2 separate regions of the Mus musculus genome follow, and region 1 is linked to region 2. A link is a contact called in public HiChIP or PLAC-seq data. All regions are on one chromosome and are shown on one strand. Each heading gives the region's core, a stretch centred on a gene start, on an enhancer-like site or on the middle of the called end of the contact. The rest is flanking DNA. Distances are from core to core; before and after follow the strand shown. Region 1 overlaps Gm51679 (a long non-coding RNA gene). Region 2 overlaps Thsd4 (thrombospondin, type I, domain containing 4).

Evidence for each region. HiChIP or PLAC-seq counts read pairs in DNA pulled down with a chosen protein or histone mark.
Region 1: a contact with region 2 is called in an HNF4G HiChIP or PLAC-seq map of pancreatic cancer cells. The contact joins two enhancer-like sites. A contact is called at or near these places in 4 of 39 promoter capture datasets (frontonasal cranial neural crest, liver, second pharyngeal arch cranial neural crest and 1 more), 4 of 484 Hi-C or Micro-C datasets (liver, nephron progenitors and uterus), 8 of 115 datasets of contacts at active chromatin or transcription factors (T-cell acute lymphoblastic leukemia, astrocytes, bone marrow-derived dendritic cells and 5 more) and 1 of 9 other capture datasets (adipose tissue).

The regions. Positions count from the first base shown.
Region 1 is chr9:60,522,485-60,529,285 of GRCm38.p6, forward strand. Gm51679 (a long non-coding RNA gene) reads left to right here. Exons shown (of 2, transcript XR_003948172.1): 2 at 3,598-4,519. 9230112J17Rik (RIKEN cDNA 9230112J17 gene) reads right to left here. Exons shown (of 4, transcript NR_040464.1): 3 at 3,899-4,011; 4 at 1,483-3,480. Among named protein-coding and RNA genes, the nearest start is that of Gm51679, 6.1 kb to the left of the region's middle. Within about 2 kb of position 4,902, at least 27 of the 459 cell types and tissues checked have an H3K27ac peak or open chromatin away from gene starts, as enhancers often do. A contact at or near this core is called in pancreatic cancer cells, where this site is marked.
Region 2 is chr9:60,404,814-60,411,374 of GRCm38.p6, forward strand. All of the region lies in intron 4 of Thsd4 (thrombospondin, type I, domain containing 4), which reads right to left. Among named protein-coding and RNA genes, the nearest start is that of 2010001M07Rik, 74 kb to the left of the region's middle. Within about 2 kb of position 2,723, at least 48 of the 459 cell types and tissues checked have an H3K27ac peak or open chromatin away from gene starts, as enhancers often do. A contact at or near this core is called in pancreatic cancer cells, where this site is marked.

The DNA.
Region 1 (6,801 bases), core at 3,652-6,151, 120 kb after region 2:
TCTAGCTTCCTGGGCATCCCTAAGACAAAAACTCCCTAAGCACCAGGACAACTCAGCACACCTGCCTGATCTAAGGTTCTCGGACTTGGCTGCAAGCAAGTGCATTTGCCTGCAGAGCCATCAAGCCATAGAGCTGGTCGCACTCCCAGGTTCTTGAGTCCAAACGATGCTAAAATGTTTCAACTCAGCCCATGTGTACTAGAGCTGAGAGAAGCAAGCAAGAGAAGGAAAATCTCCCCCTCCCCCTTTTCTCAATCGAGAGCAGGTTGACCTTAAACAATTGAAGAGGCCTCTAGGCACAGACAGGAGTCTCTCTCCCTTGAAGTGAATGAGCCTGTTTGTTTATGGCTGCCTCAAAAGCCTGCCTGCAGGGGCTGTTGGAAAAGGGCAGGTGTACCCTTGTGCTAATGTGGGTGGTGGCAGAACGCAGTCCTACTTCAGGGCCAGGCCACATCAGGGGTGGGTGTGGTGTGCTTTGTGGGAGCAGGAAAAAAAAAAAAGAGAGACAGGAAAGATACCCCACCATTAAAACAATAACAAAGAGAGCTGGGAAACACAGGGATGAGGCCAAAGAGGGAGAGTGGATTTTGAGAGCCTGGCACCTGGATCCAGCTGGGGCTGACGGAGTCCATCTGGTTCAAAACAAACAACTTTTGATGAGAGGCACCTGGGCGTGTGTGGTTAGACAACTCCAGGGTGTCTCACATCCAGATCCAGTGAATCAAAGAGATCTTGCACACTAACTCATTTCATCCATTTGAAACCAATAGCCAGGAGATGGCTTCACACCTGTAATCCCAACACTTCTTAGAGGAGGCAGGAGGATCAGGGGTCTAGGTCATCCTTAGCTTCATATCCAGTTTGCAGCTGGCCTGAGCTACAGGAAACTATGTTTCAGACAACATAGTTGAGGCTGGGAGTACAGGCCTATAATCCCAGGTACTAGGAGGCTAAGGAAGGGGCATTGAAAGTTCAAATCCAATGTGGGTAATTTAGGGAGATCCTATCTCCAAACAAAGAGCATAAACAGGGCTTGGGGTGTAGTGTAGGGCAGAGTGCCTGCCTGGCATGAATGAGGTCCTGGCTCTATCCCCAGCACCACTAGAAATCAAGAATTCTTAAAGGACAGAGTGGACTTAGTAACAGAATGAGGCAGGGACAGAGCACAAGGAAAGGGCAAGGTCTTCTTTATTGTTTTACTTTTGAAGAAATGCTGGACTTAAAGCTAATGTTGGAGAGATGGCTCAGCAGTTACAAGCCCTTGCTGCTCTTCCAGAGGCCAGAGCTCATTTTCCAGCACCCACGTTACCTGGAACTCCAGCTCCAGGGTACTTGACACCCCCTTCTGGCCTCTGTGAGCGCTCTCTCTCTCTCTCTCTCTCTCTCACACACACACACACACACACACACACACACACACACACACGGCAGTCACTCACACAGGCATACACATAAATAAAAATAAATCTTTAAAACAAACTCCAGTCATTATAAGATGAATTGTTTATATAAGAGCACTTCTTTATGCTAGAGGGGGAGGTTTCCTATTTCCCACTATTTACTGGCAGTCCTGTTCCACATCTTGTTATTAACTCATGGATGTATGCACATATGTATGTTTATATATTTGTTTATATATGTATCTATGTATGCATGTGTGTGTATGTTTATATATGTATGAATGTTTGTGTGTGTCTATATATGTATGTATATATGTTTGTGTGTGTATATATATATATATATATATGTTTATATATGTATGTTTGTGTGTATGTTTATATACATATGAGTCAGATGGGGAGGATTTTGTCCCATGTATGAAATAAGCTACTAACTCTAACCCAAAGACTGGGTAAAGAGGGCAGGTGTTTCTGATGACAGTCACAGGCCAGCTGCAGTCACTTAACTCTAGTGTCTGCCTGAAGTGCCAGTGTCATCTATATATAACATACCACTTTCACAAGCTAAGGACATAGGAGATATATATATATATATATATATATAATGTATCTATGTATCTATGTATCTATGTATATATATATATATATATATATATTATGTATCTATGTATCTATGTATCTATGTACACTGTCCCTGCATTCAGAGGTACCAGAAGGGGATATCAGATCCTGTTACAGATGGCTGTGAACTGTCATGTGGTTGCTGGGAATTGAACTGAAGGCCTCTGGAAGAGCAGTCAGTGCTCTTAACGGCTGAGCCATCTCTCCAGTGCCTAGGACGTAGGATTCTTACCACTTCTGAAAACAGCCCATGCTCTTGGTGCTCTTGGTTGAAACTCTCTGATTGAAGGCCCCTTTCCATGTTCCATTAAAGCCTCTACTATGTGGCTACAACCAATTGGCCCGTTGGGCCTAGAGGTGGCCCCTAAAATAGTAAATAACAAAAACAAACAAACAAACAAAAACCAACCATAATCTATCTGTAGTGTGTCAGCTCTGTACATGGAGGAGAGCCTCTGGATATACCGGTTTTCCCAAAATAATTTGCCAAAATAATTATGCAACCATGTTGCTCAGGATGCAATGGAAACAATGTAGTCACCCTATGGGGGTTGCCATCTCCTGAACCTGCCCTCTTCAGAGAGCTACACAGCACTGTGTTTGCTCATGCACCCCCAGGCTCACAGGACAGTGATCACAAGGGGTGAGGGAGGGCTCCTGAAAAGGTCAAGAGTGCTGTGCTGGGGTCTCAGAATTCCTGGATGGAGCAGGAGGCAGAGCTCAGTGAGGCAGAGCTCAGTGTGTCCCCAGGGAAGGAAAACAGCATGGGGTTCTGGCTCCTCCCCTCATCAAGGAGCCCTGAGACTGCCAGAGGGGAGACAGTGACAGCATAGCCCAGAGTCATTTGGCTATAGGTCTTTTAACCAGTAGACAGTTTCTTGAAGCCAGACGCCCAAGCTCTGAACACAGCAAGGTACTTCAGGGGCTGTGTCCCAGCAGGAAGGGAAGCCAGTATGTTAGCTGCTAGCATTTGAAGGCAGAAAGAAAACAGACATGGATCCAAACCCCTCAGTTCAGCCTCCTGTTGAGTCATGAGAATCCATCACCATTCTTATAAAGTTCTCTTCCTCTTCTTGCTTGGAAATTTGGATCCACGGTAAAGTCAAAGCAGGCTTGTGCTCAGCAAATGAGTGACAGGGAGAGATGGCGCAAAGGTTGATCCTGCCAACTTGACAGAATTTAGAATCACCTAGGAGACACACCATTGTGTGTGTGAGAGGGGTTTAATGAAGGGAGGGAAACCCAACCTGGATGACTGCCAGGAACCATAAAATCAACAATAAAGTCTCTTCGAGTGCTAGGAAACAGTATTGTTTTAACCCGTTTCTTGGGGGCCAGCAAGATGGGTCATCAGGTGAAGACGCTTACCACCACGCCTGATGACCTGAGTTTGGTCCCCAGGACCCCACGTGGTGGAAGGTGAGAACTGACTTCAGCACGCTCTATCGTATGTGTTTCCCTAGTATAAATAAAAAGGTGCGGTTAAAAATAAACCATCTGTAAAGTGGACCTAAGTATTTCAGGATGAACATTCCTGCTTGTCTCCTTAACTCGCTTCTTCTCCTTCCTCTTCCAGGGGTCTGGACTCTAACCTGCACACTGAGCCTGTGTCCTTTCCTATGGCTGGCTGCAACTTGACCTGTAACAAGACTACACAACAGTCCAGAGACTAATTTGTCTGCAGCCACAGTCTCTGAGGTCACGGGGTCAACATATTTAGATGGACTGTCCGGGGACTGTTGAAGATTCCCATGAAGTGTCCCAGAGGCTTCAGACACACCTCAAGTTATCTTGCTCTGCCCGTTCTATTTCCATCTCTCTCTCTCTTCCTCTCTCCTGCTCACATCCTGTCAGCAGAGATAGTGAAGTGGCCTTACCTGGCACAGCACAACTTTTGGAATTCCAAGTATTCGGATTATTTCTCTTTTCCCCACTTTCAGCCAGGAGGCAGCCTTCCATCTGAAGTTGCCCCTTGCTAAGAGAGGCAGCCCTGAAAGGAATCAGGATGGAACGGGATGAGCAAAGTGACCCAAGCAAGAGAGGAGAGAAGGGAAAGGTCTATTCTAGAAAGGAAGCCACCTGTGAAGGGCCAGAGGGAGTCAGAGGCAGCTTGGTGTGTCCAGGGCTCAGAGTGCCAAGAAAGAAAAAATGAGTGATGTGAGGCAGGGGATTAGCTGGGATGACCGAGAAGCACTTGCCAGGTGGATAAACACTAGATAACCACAAAGGCCTTGTTGTAGCGAAAGCAATAGAAGCTAAAGACTACGGCAGGGGAGACCTTGCTGTCCTGGATGATGAATTAGGGAGAGGCCCAGTGAAGAAGCGGGAACAGCTTGAAGTGGTAGCTGCCAATCAGCAAACAGAAATGTATATGGTTTTAAATGATGGAGAAAATTGTTCTGTGCTAGCCCATTCCATGTCAGGGATGTTCATGAGCACTTCTGGGAGTTGTATCCTCTCCTCACAAATAAAAGGAATCCCAGTGGGGGTGGCCCCTTTGTTGATGTTTTTTTTTTTTTTTTTACAAAATATATATTCAAAGTAATGCAAAAAGCGATCCCACAATTCTCTTTTAATGAAAATATTCAACGAAAAATAAAAGAAATCCATCACTCTAAAGGAATGTTGTTTGCCCTCCCTGCTTCCTGGGAGACTCTCCTAATAAGGGCTTGTCCTTCACACATTGCACACAGTGCCTCTTGTACCCGCTGTGGTCAGTACTGCAAACCCCAGAGACAGTCAGTGGCTGAGAGCTCCTCCAGGAAGCAGTTGTTAATCAACTTAGATCGCTGGAAATAACTATCACTTTGGCATCCTGGGCAATTTTCCCTCTTAGCAAACTAGCTCTCTGGTTGAAGGTGACATTGAGTAAAGCCTGTGTGACAGAGCAAAGCCAGCGTGCAGGAGTTTCCTACAGAGCCTATGTAGAAAACCAAGGCACCACAGCCCAGGAAGGCCAGTGGAGCCAGCGCTGATGGCTTCACCTGCCTCACACACTCACCTTCGTCCCGCCACTGTGCCAAAGCCTGCCTGCCTACTGGGGGCCAGTGGTGACTCCTCACCAGACGTGACTGCCTCAGTATAAAGTTTGTGTGTGCAGGTATGTGTTTATGTTTACATACGTGTATTAGCACGTGTGTTCATGCATGCAGAGCCTGAAGTTAATCTTGAGGCTATTCCTCAGAAGCTATCCACCTTGGTTTTGAAATGTTTATTTTGTTTATGTGTCTTTTGCCTGCACATGTCTGCGTGCCACATGTGTGCCCGGCACCCTCAGAGGCTAGAAAAGAGTGTTAGGTCCTCTGGTTGGAGTTTTACACAGATGTGAGGCACTTTGTAAATGCCAGGGATCAAACTCAAGTCCTCTAGAAGGGCAACCAGGGCTCTTAACTGCTGAGCCATCGCTTCATCTTGGTTTTTGAGACAAAGTGCTTCACTGAGACTTGGGGTTCACCAATCAGGCTAGAATGGCTGGCCAGCAGCCTCCAGGGACCTACCTGTCTCTGCCTCCCCAGCACTGGGGTTTGAAGCATGAGTCACCACAACTGGCTTTTTGCATGGGTGTTGCAATAGTCTTCATGCAGGCCATTGACAAACTATTTCCCTGGGGCCCCTCTGCTCCTTTTTACCCTTTAATGTTTCCAGCCTATGGCTCTGACTATGAAATAGGGAAGACATTGTTTATAAGGAGCAGTGTGTTATTAGACAGCCGAGTCTCAAAACCTATGTCAGCATTAGTCTTGGCCATCCATTGTTGAAAAACATGCACTCTACATCTGTGGTTGTCCAATGGGGGAAGCAGAACCACACCTGTTGGAAGAAAGAGACGCCACTCATGCATCTTCTGAAGCCTCTTCTAGCTCTCTGATCCACCACTGGCTCAGAAAATGCACGAGGGAAATTACATGGCTCATTGTGGATCCATCTGGGGAAACATGACATACACAGAGAAGTATGTGGCTTCTTTTTTTTTTTTTTCAAAAAAAAAAAATTTCAAGCTGCATTTGAAATCACTTCTTTCATTCACCACAACATGGATGACTGCCATATAGCCACAATGGCACATCAGGGCCGCAGGATAAAGCCCCCACAGCTTATGTCTTGGTCATGAACCAAGCTCCCATGCCTACTGATTTGGGGAGAGTCACAGGGCTCCTGTTGGAGACTGATCCTGAACAGCTCCCCCTGAATTAGGTGCCCGTCCAAGGCCACAGGATCGTGTCCAGGGCCAGATTCCTGCTATGCCCATCTTTTCCTATTTAAACTCATCAAATCCTAGTGTTTTTTTTTTTCCCCTCTTATTCTGCGTGTAGTCCAGGCTAGCCTCAAATTCATGGTTTCCTATGTAGCTTTCTAATTCTCAAATTTCAAATACCATACTCATTAAACCTCCCTTTCTTTCTTCGTGCGCTCGCGTGTTTGTGTGTGTGTGTGTGTGTTTACTAGACAGGTTTTCTCTGTGCAGCCCTAGCTCTCCTGGAAATCTTTCTGTAGATCAAGTTGGACTCAAACTCAGAGATCTGCCCACCTCTGCCACGGAGTACTGGAATTAAAAGAGTGTACCACTGCCCAGCTAAACCTGGGTATTTTCAGGGCCCATGTAAAGGGGATACTTCACCTAATCAATTTGCTTTTCTTCTTTGAGAGTAAAATAAAAGCACCACTAGACCACACACACACACACACACACACACACACACACACACACACACGTTTGTCCTGAGACCCAGCTGGGTAGCTTGCACCTGCAGTTTCGGCCCCGCCTTACATGTCTTTCCAG
Region 2 (6,561 bases), core at 1,473-3,972:
ATGCAGAAATCCAGCATGCTGGCCAGACACTATAGTGGAATCACTGAGTTCCAAATTCTGACGAGTCTGTCTCAAAAATTAAAAAAAAAAAAAAGTGGACATTTCACCTGAGGTAGACTTGCATACAATGCACGCACACATTGTGTTGCACACACTCACACATAAGATAAATAAACAAACAAGCCCGTTCTGTGGCTCATCTCTAGCTAGAGAACGAAGTCCAATTCCAGAAGAGTTTAGGTTTGTAGTTATCTGATACCCTCCACCATGAGTCCTTAATCTTCTTGGTCTACTCTCTAGTCTTTAATTCCTCTTGTATCCTGTACCCCAACAGCAATGTATCATCCACCAAGTCCCCAGCAACCTGACTCCATGAGGAACACTGCCTCACTGGTACACCTGTGTACTGGTGCAGGCTTTTAGGTCCAACATGCACATGGGCTCCTCCTGGTCTGCTTGCCCCATTATGAATGCCCTTGCTAGGCAGCCTGCACATCCTTCTTGGTGGTGGCATTAACACTCTGGGTGACAGTGGTAAGTCAAGATCCAGCTTTCTTGTACACCTTTAGCTTCTGCAGGGCCAGGCTTATCCACTGCTGATCCATGTGTGTATAATCCCGAGCTAGTCCCGCATCTGCTACAGAAGCACTCTAAATATTTGCTGAAATAACAGACGTGAGAGGCAGAGAGCTTAAATGTTTGCATTTCTAACCAATGGGCCAGTAAAGCCCACAGCTCTAGACTAATTCGTAGAGACCAAAAGGCTCTGAGTTCCAATAAACCAGCCTGAGGCACCCAGGTGGGAAGCCAAGAGAGCTAGCCAAATTAGACTGGTAGTCAGTGACTATCTAGAAAATTCTCAGAGCTCCAAATTAAAGGGAGGAAGTTAAGAGGGAATAGAATTAAGGAACAGAAACACATGTATTCCAGGCTGTAATCTGAAGCAAGCTGGGAAGAAAGACGTTTGTGGCTGAGGGCTGGACGGGCCTTATTTTCCCTGAAGCTCCCAGTTTCTTCCCCACCCCCTGCCAAAGGGGGGGGGGGAAATATCATGTGCAGCCAGAGTTCAAAGAGGCTTTGAGCAAGTGGTTTGGGTTGAGTGCAGATGACCTTTTAGAAGTTCAGAAGACTGTAGCGCCTGCCAGGGTGGGTCTCGGCAATAAATTATTTGGTGTCTACAAAAGATAAGAAGCAAAACCTCCGGCCACTCGGTGAAGTAAACATTCAGATGATGAAAACCACAGCTTTCCTGGCTGACTACTGTGTAGCAAAGCCACGCTGAGGGTCTGATCAGACCTGCCTCTGTTCCCCATGGCTGAGGTAAGGGGTAAATGACAGAGTGAGAGGCCACTGAAAGGCGTACTCTGAGGCTGCCTGATGGAAGGGACTCCCTCCTCCCAGTGCTCTCTGCAGGTGATGGGGGCATCTCACTAAAGGTAAAAGGAAGCTGTTATAGGTACACCGGGGGATGGTCCCACAAGTCAGGAACGAAGAGATCCAGGTAGATGGATGACAGGCAGCTTTGGAGTGACTCCCAGCTTATTTTTCTGTTGTAAGATTTTATTTATATTTATGTGCATGTATGCTTGCCTTTGTATACGTGTGCATGGCACAAGTGTGTTGCTGCCTGTAAAGGATAGAAAAGGGCACTGGATACCCTGGAGCTGGAGCTACAGACAGTTGTGAGCCACTGAATAGGGATGCTGAGAGCTCAACTAAGGTCCCCCGGGAAGAGCAACAAGCACTCCTTACTGCTGAGCATCTCTGCAGCCCCGGCATAAGGAAGCCCAGCTTTAAGAAGACCTCATCCTTGGCCCATCTACTGCTTCCTACATGGATGAAGTTCATAGGGTGGTGCCCTCACACTACCACCCTCTGAAATAGGCTGAAGCAGCGGCCTTCAGAACAGACCCAGTCCTCTTGGGAATCAGCCCCGGGGGAGACGCTGACCCCAGGCCTTGTCTTCAGAATCATATGCAAAATCAGCCGTGTCCCTAAGAGCAAGTCACACGCTGCTCACAGGGGCTGTGTACCTGAGTGACCCAGGCCTGTTATTCAAAGGGACACAAAAAGAAGGAACAAGGACAAGCAAACAGACATTAGAGGAAACCAGTCCCCATACAGCAGAACAATCAATGGTCAAACAGTAAAGATGGCACTTAGGGCCATCTTTATTTATTATGTGTAGTTACTCACTGCACAAGGGTGCCTGAGAGTGCAGGGGGTGTGCCCTCCTAATGGGGAAATGACTTAGATCAGAGGAAGAGATACCTTCATGATTTTCAAAAGCAAGAAATAAACCAGTAGATGTCTAAGACATTCGAGCAAAGCTGGTTTCCATGCTCTATGTTCTGCTAAGCATGGGGGTAAGGGTTTGACTGGCATATAGGTGTTACATGGGATGTAGAAAGAGCCCAGATCTTCTATCAGCATCTTTGCCTGCCGGCCCCTCTGTGACCTGTGTAACCATGGACAAGTCCCTGGACAGCTCTTCTATCCAGCATGCCTACTACATCTGGCTATTGTATAGACTCAGTGAAATCACTCCCAGAAAGTGCTGAGCTCAAGGTGTGGCTGCAGTGGCTACTCCCTAGTAGTGGTCCCCATGAAGACTTCACTGCACTGAAGGTTAAAGACAGAGCCTGTGACCTCCTCCATGTGGGGACCACAACAGAGGCTGACTGCCAAACATGGCACTGAGGGCTGAGGAATGGCTTTGCATAAAAGAACAGTGAATGCATTCATTCCTCCAGTATGAGTAAGAGAAGCCCTCTTGGGAGTCCAAGCTGCTGCCAATGTGGGCTGTAATCTGAGCCCCGGTGGCTCTTGGGACTACAGGGGTTTAAGGGGAACTGAATGGGATTACCTGTAGGGCAAAGGGCCTGGCCAGAGCAGATGCTGAGTGAATACTGGCTCCTAACCCCTCTCCCCTGGGGCCTCTCACAGTGCCCCTTGCCCCAGTGGCTGATCCTCTATAGGCTGGGAAAAAAAAAAACCCAAAAAACAAAAATCTTAAGATTGATTTTTCTGCAAGTTCTGCTGAATTCATTAACACAACAATGATAATGATTCTAACATGAATTATGGTTTCTGAGCATCTTTTATGAGATGGGCTCATAGCATAAATATGCTTGGATTCTGGATGCCTCTGAATTTGTATCTCTCTCTCTCTCTCTCTCTCTCTCTCTCTCTCTCTCTCTGTGTGTGTGTGTGTGTGTGTGTGTGTGTGTGTGTACAGGTACACATGTGTGTTTATGTATGTGGAGGTCAGAGGACAAACATCACCTAAGTATCGCTCTTCTGGCTCCTCCTCCTCATGCTCCTACTTCCCCTCTTCCTCTTCCTCCTCTTCCTCTCTTCCTCCTCTTCTCTTGCTTCTGTTCCTCTTGCTCCTCCTCTTGCTTCCTCCTCTCCCTTCCTCTGGCTCCTTCCCCTCTTCCTCTTGCTCCTTTTCTTTCTCCTACCCCTCCTCCTCTTGTTCTTCCTCCTCCCCTCCTCTTCTTCCTTTTCCCCCTCCTCCCCTTGCTCCTCCTCCTCCTGCTCCTCCTCCTGCTCTTCCTCCCCCTCTTCCTCCTTTGTTCCTTTCAGTCAGGCTCTCTTTCTGCCCCAGGACTGCCAGGCTAAGCCGGCTCACCGCAATCCTCAGAGATCCTCCTGGCCCTGCACCCCAGTCATTCATGACCAGTGTTGCCCACCACACCTAGTATTTTCCCATGGATCCTGAGGATGGACCCAAAACCTCATGCTTGCAAGGCAAGCACTTCACCAACTGAGCCATCTCTGAGTTCCTTACACCACTTCCTATGTGTCAAATTACCATAGATCACTTCATCTTTTTCTTCATTAGAAATATGGGGGAAAAAATCACACATAATAATGCAGTTTCTTTGCATTAAAGGAATTTCTTAAACTTAAGGCTATATTTCTTACTATAAGAGATATAAGCAAAAGATGCAGAAGTTATTCCTAGAGTTTTATCTGATCTCTAAACATATTCAACATAGTATATTTAAATAATATATGAAAATAGCTGTCATGCCAAACACCTGCTAGTGTTTCATGTTACCACCACTTAACCATCATACAAATAGAGAAATAGCTTGTCTCATTTTTTTTAAATGAGAAAACTGATGTTATGTGACATTAAACAGTCTGCTATGCTGGTTACTCTGTGTGTGCAGACATCATTTATGATATTAATGAATGCCACTGAATGGATAATTGATAAGCTCTTAAGGAGCAAAAGCAACTGCAACTGGTACAAGTTTTAAATGCCACCTTCACACTGGAAGATGATGGACTATGTGCTATGTTCATTGAGGAAAAGGGACATTGTCTGCCCATTGCTGCAGCATCCACACAGCCCATGAGGACCAGATGCTTCTACAAGGACAGGCTCATGAGAGGCTGAAGAAAATATTCTGTGTTGGAAGGCAGCTAGTCAGGGGACAGGGAGAGAATCTCAGTAGTTAAGAACAGGGGCTCTCTGGATTGGTGATATAGCTCAGATAGTAATATGCTCATCTTACAAGCTCAAGGACCTAGATCTGAGCCCAAGAACCATATTAAAAACAAACCAACAAACAAATAACACCCCCCACTGCCTCCAAAAGGCATAGTGTTTGTAATCCTAATGTTGAGAAAGTGGAGATAAAGGGCTTGCTGGCCAGACAGACTAGCCATACTTGGCAAGCTCCAGCTTAATGAGATTTTGTCACAATGAAATATAGTAGATTGCACCTGAGGAACCACAACTAAGGTTGTCTTCAGGCCTTTGCAGGCACTGCCCCCACTACACACATACTAACTAATGCCCTTGAACATAAGCACACACGCACACATTCACACTCCAGGACTTAGGAACTATCATTTGTCTATCTAAGCATGAAATGCTTATCATGCTATAGAGAAGGGAGAGCAATGTAGATGCTCTACACATGAACACTGTGAAGTTGAGTCAGAGCCTCGGATGGGGAGGTAGCTTCCTCAGTCACTCTGTCAAACTCCCATAGAGTCAGTGAATACCCTCATAGCCCCGGACATGATGTTTAAAGTCAGCACTGCTCACTGAAAGCCAAGTGTTCACGAGACCTTGATCCCTTTGGCCTATAATCCTGTGTCCCATGGTGTCTTCAGATAGGACACACAACAGTGGTTATGTAGGATTCTATCACCGACTGACATAGCCATCTTGGTTTGTATAATAGACTCTACAATGTCCACACAGCAACAAAATACTAAAAACACATTTTCTATAATACATCTCTACCACTCTGTAACCCATAACTAGCCTTTTAATTTTTTTAAAAATCTCTTCCATTTCCTGGTGATGCCAGCAGCCCTCTTAGCTTGTGACCACATCCCTTCAGCAGTCAGGAGCATCCCCCTTAACTTCTATTCTGCCTCCACATGGCCTTGTCCTCTGTCTGCTTATGATATCCCTATCTGCCCATTATAAGGACACTCGCGACTGCATTTAAGTCCCTCCCCTCACTGTCCTCCCCTTTCGTTCTTACCTCCCTCTTGCTGTTCCCTTATTCCACTTAAATGTGACATCTGCATCATAATAGATCCCACTCTGCTATGGTCAGAGGCAATTGACATGTATGTATGAAAATGTCATAATGAAACCCATTGCTTTTTATGCTGACTTAAAATTAATTTTAAAATTGAAAATAAGAAGACTACCTGGCTAACCCAGGATCATCTCCCCATCCCAAGATGCTTAACTTAACCACTTCTGTGAAGACCCTTTTCCAGATAAGACAGATAGGTAAGCATTTAGAGACTCCAGAGGCTAGGGCTGATATCATTGGCAGTGGGAGAAAAGGGTTATCCCGGCTCCCATGCAGAGTAAACTGTCCCTCTGCGGCAATTGTTCTGCTTCTTGTTGTTCATGGAAATAAGTGTGCAGAAGACAGTCTGTCAGGGTCAAAAGAAATCGAGGACCTGAGAAGCCTGGGGCTACCAGGGGGGGCTATGAATACTTCATTCCAAGAACCAAAAGGCAGCTGAGCAACACAGGAACTCCAGCAGCCATCCTCCATGGCTCTCCCATGGTAAGGGCACCCACAGTCACAACTGTGAGGTCTGCTGTGGGAAGAGCAGTTTCCCAGAGGTCACAACTTCTGCATTCAAGTCCCACCCTGCCCTGCACAAGAGCAAGACAGTGTGGACATCTTTAACTCAGCTCAGTGTCTCTGGGATGGCTGAGATGATGAACACAGAGAACAGAGCTTCATCAGTGTGACAGATGGCACAGCGTGCACTGGCTCCCGAAGGTTAGTACCAGGGAAGGAAACACTCGCTACTCACATAGGAAATTCACCTCCATCCTTAATGAAGGCAGTTGAGGCCACCATTGAGGAGCCCTGAAGCTCCTAAAGCTTCCAAGCCAGGCTCCCCACCCTCTGGATCATACATATCGCAGGCAGGCTTTTTCCACGGTATCTCTCGTCTTGAATGCCTTGGAGAGGGTTCAACACAGCATTCTTCATAGCGACTGTGATCTCTGCTCTGATAACTAATGGAATACTTCTGACACTTAACGAAATGCCGAGA